Linked DNA regions of Macaca mulatta: region 2 is linked to region 1. A link is a contact called in public Hi-C data. All regions are on one chromosome and are shown on one strand. The core of a region is the stretch at or near the end of the contact, and the rest is flanking DNA. Distances in the headings are between cores, read along the strand shown. Region 1 has its middle 29 kb from the start of SCYL1. Region 2 holds the start of LOC106993196.

Region 1 (3,884 bases), core at 490-2,989:
CCATCCCAAAAAAAAAAAAAAAAAAAAATTCTGTAATCTGTAAAGGTAATGGAAATTAATGCAGTGACACGCACTTTAGGGCTCTTAAGGTTCATCTCACTCGCTCTAGAGTGAGGGAGAGAGCACAGAGCAGGTGCTAGGTCCTAGGTACTCCCCCAGATATAGAAAAACCGCAGTTGGGGAGACTTACAGAAGAGCTGGAGAGGAAGGGAGGCAGCAGGACGTGGAAAATCTGGGATTCAAGAACAGCTTCTTCTATTAATTAGCTGTATGTCATTTCAGGCAAATCACAAAATCTCCAGGCCCCCAAATCCCCATTTGCGAAACGAGGTGACCTGCCTCAATTTTCCTCTATCCAGCGATAAAATTCTACTAAAAAATTTCCAACCCCAGAGCAAGCATCAGGACTGTGCCTAAAGGGATCCGGCTGCATCTCAGTAATATTCCACTCTTACAAGTTAAAAAAAAAAAAAAGAAAACAACAACAGTTTCACCAGCGTCAATTGAGAAGAACTGCTTCAACGGTCCCTGCTTTATGTGGGCAGATGGGGACAGGGAGTTGGCCCAGAAAACAGGACCCTCATTTGCTGGAGCCCCCAGGGCAGCTCCCCCACACTTTACACAACCTGCATCATTTACAGGAGCCAAAAGGGTTTTAGAAATCAACTTCATAGAGCTGCTGTATCATTGTGTAGTTGCCATCCTTTTGTGTAGTTGCCATCTTAACCTATCCAGTGTCATTAATCTCTCCCCTCGGAGTTGACTGCCTAAAAACAAGCCATGATACAGGTTCTAAAGACCCGGGGGTGAGGGAGCAGAGTGGGTGGGTCTCACCACCCCGTCCAGCTCCAAGCTTCGTGTGCCCCGGAGCTCTCCATTTTAGGTCATTGCTTCAGTTTCTTTTCTAAAAAATTAGGCTACTAGGCCCGGCGCGGTGGCTCAAGCCTGTAATCCCAGCACTTTGGGAGGCCGAGACGGGCGGATCACGAGGTCAGGAGATCGAGACCATCCTGGCGAACACCGTGAAACCCGGTCTCTACTAAAAAATACAAAAAACTAGCCGGGCGAGGTGGCGGGCGCCTGTAGTCCCAGCTACTCGGGAGGCTGAGGCAGGAGAATGGCGTAAACCTGGGAGGCGGAGCTTGCAGTGAGCTGAGATCCGGCCACGGCACTCCAGCCCGGGCTAGAGAGCGAGACTCCGTCTGAAAAAAAAAAAAAAAAATTAGGCTACTGCTAGGTCAGCCTGAGACCACTTCCGCCCCGAGAATTCTAGACTAGTAAGACCTGGTGACATACAAACGACGAAGATATTTTGCAAAAACGCCATAGCCCTTGATAGCTATACAAGAATCGTGTTCTGATTTTCAATTAATGGATGACATCGAGACTATATGGAGGAAATGACAAAGGACAGGATAGAGGTGGGAAAGGAAGACTAGACTGAAAAGGGAAGTTGGGCAGCAGCTCCCCGAAACGAAGACCAGCCCCCAAGTGCGGTGACAGCGCAGAGTAGCAACCAAGAAGTTCCCAGCCCAGCTGCCACCCCGCCCCCATGCCATTCCCTAGGACTGGCGCAGGCGTTAGGGCGGGGAACGCGTGCGCAGTCACGCGCTGCGCCAACCGCCACAGCTCCGGGAAGGCGGCCAGGACCGGCTAGAGCCGGTTAGAACCGGTGGCTCCAGCCCACGAGCCAGCGCCTCACAAAGGGAGGGCGGCTCACGGCCCTCGCGTATCCCTGCGCGGCGCTCGCGAGCTGCCCCTCCCCCGGCCTTTGCCCCTCCCCCGGCCTTTGTCCCTTCCGCAGCCCTGCAGGCCGCCGGGTCGCTCCCCGCCCCCGCTTTCTCCTCCGCGGCCGCAGCCCGAGGCTTCTGTGAAGTATTGGGGTCCTGCACTGGTCTCTCACCTGCACCCTTAGGCGCCACGCCATTTTAGCAACGCGGAAGCCGGGCGCCGGGAAGCCTCAGCCCGCCTGTAGGCAGGTCCTCTCTGCTGCCTCCCGGAGTCCCCGTTTCCCTGCGTCCTTGGGACGCAGCGACGAGCTGTACTGTTACGTTAGTCGTCCTTTTAGGTTGGCCATCCCAGGTGGTGGTATTTAGATAAAACCACTCAAACCGTGCAGTTTGGTCTTGGGGTTTGGAGGAAATCTTTATTTTTTTTCCTACTCCGGTTCAGGAAGTCTGAAGCTCGGACCTAACCAGGCATAAGACAGAATCTGCAAAACAAAGACCCCTAGCAAAGCAGACCCAGAGCAGTGTAAACACTCCAGGGTGTGTCCCTGACTGGCTGCCCAAGGTCCCTGTGTCTTCGGAGACAAAGCCGTTCGCTTAGTTGAGCAACTTTAAAAGGCCACTTGAACTTGCTTTCCATGGCGATTTGCCTTGTGAGCACTTTCAGGAGAGCCTGGAAGCTGAAAAACGGTAGAAAAATTTCCGTGGGGGGCTGGCGGCACCTCGGGGCCGCAGATCAGAGGGGGCCACTGGCAGCCGGCGGATCCCGGGGCTCAGGCGGGGAGCAGCTGTGTGGTGTGGGATTGAGGCGGTTTCCAAAAGTGGGTTTTCACGTTTCTAAGACTTCCCAAGAAGATAGCCTGTGCTGCTCGGATTTCTCGAATAAAAGAGCAAGCAAAACGTGTGGCTGTCTGGAGCAAGTCGCAGGACTGCAGGCAGTTGGGGGAGAAAGTCCGCCATTTTGCCACTTCTCAACCGTCCCTCCAAGGCTGGGGCTCAGTTGTGTAATGGAAAGTAAAGCCCTGAGCTATCACACCTTTACCTTCCTTCAAAGGGTAGTAAACTATTCCTCCTGTCCCTCAAGAGAACACAAAAAGCGCTTTAAGAGGTATTTAAAAAGTTCCGGGGATTTTGTGAAGTGTTTGATGACCCGTTTAAAATGTGATTTCCACGTTTCTTTTGTCTAAAGTTTTCAGCTCAAATCTTTCCACATGCTAGTAATTTAAATATTTCTGAATGTGCAGTTTGCACTCAAGTTCCATAAGCTGTTATGAAAAAATCTAGAAAAGTCTTGTAAAACTAAAACCTATTTTTAACCGAAGAACTATTTTTTGCCTCCCTCACAAAGGCGGCGGAAGGTGATCGAATTCCGGTGATGCGAGCTGTCCTCCGTCAATAAATAGGCCTCGCCCGTGCTTTGCGGCAGGCATTGAGGCAGCCAGCGCAGGGGTTTCTGCTGAAGTGGCAGGCGCAGCTTGAGGAACCCGCAGATAAGTTTTCTCTCTTTGAAAGACAGAGATTAATACAACTACTTAAGAAATGTAGTCAGTAGCTTACTAAGATTTTGCTTAGCATTAGGTTCTTAACGTAATTTGAATAAGATTTTAAGAGAAAATATGAAGAGTTAAAAGTGTAGCGTGAGGAAGGAAAAGGAAAAAACGTTTCTAAAACATGACGGAGGTTGAGACGAAGCTTCTTCAAGAAGTAAAAAAATGTATTTAAAAGAAAATTGAGAGAAGGGACGCCAGAGCCCTGAATTAATACCAGTAGAAGGGCAGTGCTTTTAGATTAAAATGAAGGTGATTTAAACAGAGCTTAAACGTTGTTTGAAAAGTTGTAGGTGATTAAAATAATTTGAAGGCGATCATTTGAAATGAGATAAAATCGAAGGTCATTAAAAGACCTTGAACTCCATGACGCAGGGAGAGTTGCGTCATTTAAAGCCTAGTTAATCTTAACGCGTTTGCTAAACGCAGACGAAAAATAGGAAAGATTAATTGGGAGTGGTAGGATGAAACAATCTGGAGAAGATTAGAAGTTTGAAGTGGAAAACGAAGACAGAAGGACAGGAAGGCGAAGAAAAGAATAGAGAAGATAGGGAAATTAGAAGATAAAAACATACCTTTAGAAGACAAAAGATAAATTTAAGCCTGAAAA
Region 2 (3,884 bases), core at 1,012-3,511, 76 kb before region 1:
AATAACACCTGCAATGATCCTATTCCCCCATCATGTCACATTCTGATGCACTGAGGGTTAGGACTTGAACATATCCTTTTGGGGGAACACAGTTAACCCTTACCACCACCCTACAGATTACTGTCTTGGACTTCTTTGGGGCTCTTTAACACAGCAAAGGCTGTTATTTTTAAATCCTAGCTACACTTGGGTTGCACGGAGCAGCAGGAGTGACTCCCCACCCCGCCAGCCTGGCACACACAGCCTGGCTCAGCCAGCACCTGGATCCAGAGGCTGGAAGACCTGAAGAGGCTCTGCCCAGACTGCCCCTGAGGACAGTGCAGTGGGACAAGATCCTCACAGTCCCCAGTTCCCAGACGATCCCTAGCTCTTCAGAATGCAGGTGGCAGAGGTGACCAGAACAGTCAACACATGTGATCCTACTGTCCCCTCTGAGGCTGCGGTTTCCAGGTCATTATCCACTTACCGCAGCAGCTGGGGCATTCCTGGGGGCTTCCCAACCCGGGGCTAGCTGGACACAGGAGGCTCCAGCTACAACCCAAGCCCAGCAAGAAGCCTGCGCAGACCCACAGCTGAGGCTTCATGTGGCCAGCCCCCAACCAAGTGGTAGTGCATGGAGAGACCCACGGGAGGCCAGAGGTGCTGCTGGGACTCAGAAAAGCCACAGCAACCAAGGCGACCCAGGACGCTGTCATGCTCAGTCTGACAAAACAAAGGTGCAAGGGGCATAGATAAAGCTGGAAAGGAGAGGGCTGGGGAGGATGTGCCAGGGGCCTCTGACACTTGTCAGGGAGCAGGAATTCCAACTGCTCCCTGCACACAGAGTTGCAGGATTAGCAACTGAGTTACCCATGGAGACATCAGCTCAGAGTCCAGGCAGCTTTTCAGATGACACTGGGGATAAGAACATAAAGACCAGGAAAATCACTTTGCACACACATGATGCCCCAACAGATGTGCCGGCCACCACCCAACACAAGACAAAGACGAACAGACAATAGACTGGTGGGGGAGCAGTGATCAAAGAAGGCTTCCTGGAGGAGGGGGCCTGACCGGCTCAGTAGGATACAGGTAAATGGTGCAAAGTGAGAGGGCATGGGATAGAGCAGGGTCAGTCAACCAAAGCCTGTGACTTTGAGCCTAAGGGACACTGACAGTCCTGACCCAAAGGAGGTGCAGGCCTCGGGACAGATTCTCATCGCTCATTCTTCTCCCTGGCGCAGAGGACTTCAGAGCTACCTGGCATTTTCTCCCTGTCCAAATCCACCCCACATTTCAAAAAAAGTAGGCAGACTACCCAACTTCACCCAGAACGGGGGTGCAGGGCTGGGCCTGGGTCTGAGGACTTCAGTTTTAAGCAGCAAGTCCAGTGGCCCTCACCCGTATTGGGCGGACAGTGTGGGTGGGGTGGAGCCTGCGTCCATCTGCAGGTTGCTGGTTCGGCTGTGGCCAGCAGGGGGCAGCTGAGCCCACTCTTTCCTCCCGACCGGCTGCAGGGACAGTGAACAGTACCGCCCGCCCAGGCAACCTGGAACCAGGGTCGTGCCCTACGGCAGAATGTGGGGGGCCTTGGGTCTGGCGCTGCGTGCTCACCCCCTCTCAGAGTGGGAGTCCTGGCTCCTGACTGCCCTGACCTTCTTCCTACCACTGGGCCCATGATGGGGGTCCCCAACTTTCAAGAACACAGGGTAAGGGGTTTGTTTCCCTGGTGGTAAGGGAGGGCATTCCTCAACGTCGTGATGGGTCCTGAGTTTTCCAAAGATTAGCATCCATGTCCTGGAAACGGATTCTGCTTTAGACGTGTGTTTTTCTGTGAAATGACAACTTAGTAAAAATATTTAAACTGGGGCTATTTGCAGACATCTAAGAGGTGGGGTGAGCACAACCTGGCACTAGTCGCCTCCCTCCTGAGGCAGCTGACTGTCCGGCCTCTGCCCCTGGGCCCTTCCTCCTTCCCAGCTGCCCTGGGTCCTCTTCCAGCACCTCCTGTCCCCGCCTCACACACTAAGTCCTCCTGCTATTTTTAACTATTTGGCATAATTTGAAAAAGAGAGAATAATAATAGTCCCAGCTCTTCCCAAGGACTTATTTGTCCAGTGCCCATCTGACCTTGGCACTTTGTTGTGGGGGTGGAAGTGACCCTGACAGGTTCTCCCAGCCAGGCTTCCCATACAGCATCGTCAAGGTCAGCAGCCTCGCAGGCAGGGGGGTTCTACTCCCCCGCGGAAGCGCTGGCACCACGGCCAACTTGCTCACAGAGGGCACTCAATCAGACCAAGGTGGGTTGGGGCAGAAAAGCCTCCTTCAGAGATTCAAGGACAATCACAACCGGTGCTGTGATGGGGCCACCGGGACAAGCACAGTGCGCCATTCCCGTCAGCAGGGACCCAAGAGAAAGTGGTAGGCTCTGGCAGGGCTGCTGGCGGTCCTGGAGAAGAGAGAGGGCTTTGCGGACCTGGGGTGGAGGTGGTGGGATGTCAGCACCCGGGCTCCCTGCTCAAACGAGCTGGCACCAGGATTCCCAGTGGGTGGGCTTGGGGAGGAGGCTGGAAAGGTTGGCACAGGCAAAAGTGTGGGGCCTAGGAAAGCTGGGCTTGCTTATTTGGCCAAGGGGAGGTGGGGAGGGTTGGAGGAGGTCTAGGGGCCGCTGGAGGTGCAGGGCAGCCCGGGGAGGCAGGGCTATGGGGCCCAAACACGCATTCCACAGGCCTTCCCTCTGCGGGAACAGGAGTGAGGACACAGGCGCTCAGCATGGCAGGATGGGAACAGGAAGGTCTGGTGAGCGCTGTGACCATGAGGATGGAGCTACAGGAGACAGACGTGACAGTGAGCTAGTGAAGAGGCAGGAGGAGGCAAGGAGGGCAGGGTGTTCTGGGGTGCCAGCTCAGACAAGGCTCCAAGGAGTGCGTGCGTGCTCAGGAGGATGGGGGACCAGGGCCTGGGGTAAGGGGCAGGCGCCCAGGAACTCTAGCATGGCAGGGAACAGGGGGTAGTCCCAGGAGATCCAGATGCAGGGGCTGACATCGCAAAGTTCTTTCCTGTAAAGCACAGCCTGAGGCCTGGGGCTTGGCCCTGCGCAGAGGAAGCCCCCCTTAGATCTGCCTCGGCAGTAGTGAGGAAACGGCACACACAGACCCCACACAGCCCGAGGAGACAGGGGTCAAATGCAAGAGTGAGAAGCTCCCTCCTGAGGGGCCCTCCCCTGCCTCGCCTTCCTGGCGGGCAGCCTGCTTTCCAGCACACGTGGTGGACCAGCCCACATTAGGTCAAAGTGTTAAAAATAGCTGGAGGGCTCAATATGTGTAGGGGGTATGGGAGGTGCTGAGGGAGGGCCCAGGACAATTGGTAAGGAGGAAGGGCCCGTGGGGCTGGGGCTGGCACAGTGGCTCCTGTGGGTGCAGCAGCTCCGGGACATGCTCACCTCACCTCGGCTTTGTAAACCAGGGCCGTGGGAGTCTCCTCTCCCTCAAATGCCTCTGCCTCTGCCACCGTGTGGCTGAGAGTGCACCCCAGTTCCCTTTGACCACCCCAGGCAGTCCCAGTCCACAGAGAGCAGCTGTTGCCCTTCCCTCTCCTGCCTCCTGACCTAGGAACCCACAGAGCTGGGCCTGTCATCACATTTGTGGGGCCACAGCTGACCTGGGAACTCCCTTCCTCAGTCAGTCCACAAATATTTACCCAGAGCCTCACCGTGCTCAGTGACCTTTACAAAACATAAAGTGCAGAGTCCCGTGCCAGGGGACAGCGATCCCAGGCAAAACAGACCGAAACCCTTCCCTCGAGGAGATCAAGTTCGGGGGGTGCTTTACAGCCGTGGTCAGGAGGCTGGCTGAGTGGTGACCTTGGGCCAGAGCCTGAAGGAGCAGTGGGGGTGGACTAGGCAG

The links. A called contact is a pair of places that touch in the nucleus more often than the background predicts.
Region 2: a Hi-C map of CD4 T cells shows a contact between it and region 1, with 2.9 times the contacts expected there. The contact joins the promoter of LOC106993196 here to the enhancer-like site in region 1. A contact is called at or near these places in 9 of 14 Hi-C or Micro-C datasets (CD4 T cells, blood, fetal cortex germinal zone and 6 more).

Annotation. Positions count from the first base shown.
Region 1 is chr14:8,897,171-8,901,054 of T2T-MMU8v2.0, reverse strand. No RefSeq gene overlaps it. Among named protein-coding and RNA genes, the nearest start is that of SCYL1, 29 kb to the right of the region's middle. Within about 2 kb of position 1,739, at least 34 of the 40 cell types and tissues checked have an H3K27ac peak or open chromatin away from gene starts, as enhancers often do. A contact at or near this core is called in CD4 T cells, blood, fetal cortex germinal zone and 2 more, where this site is marked.
Region 2 is chr14:8,973,705-8,977,588 of T2T-MMU8v2.0, reverse strand. LOC106993196 reads left to right here and starts at 2,261. Exons shown (of 2, transcript XM_077962431.1): 1 at 2,261-2,400. The coding sequence starts at 2,340. It also overlaps a transcript of FRMD8 not described here.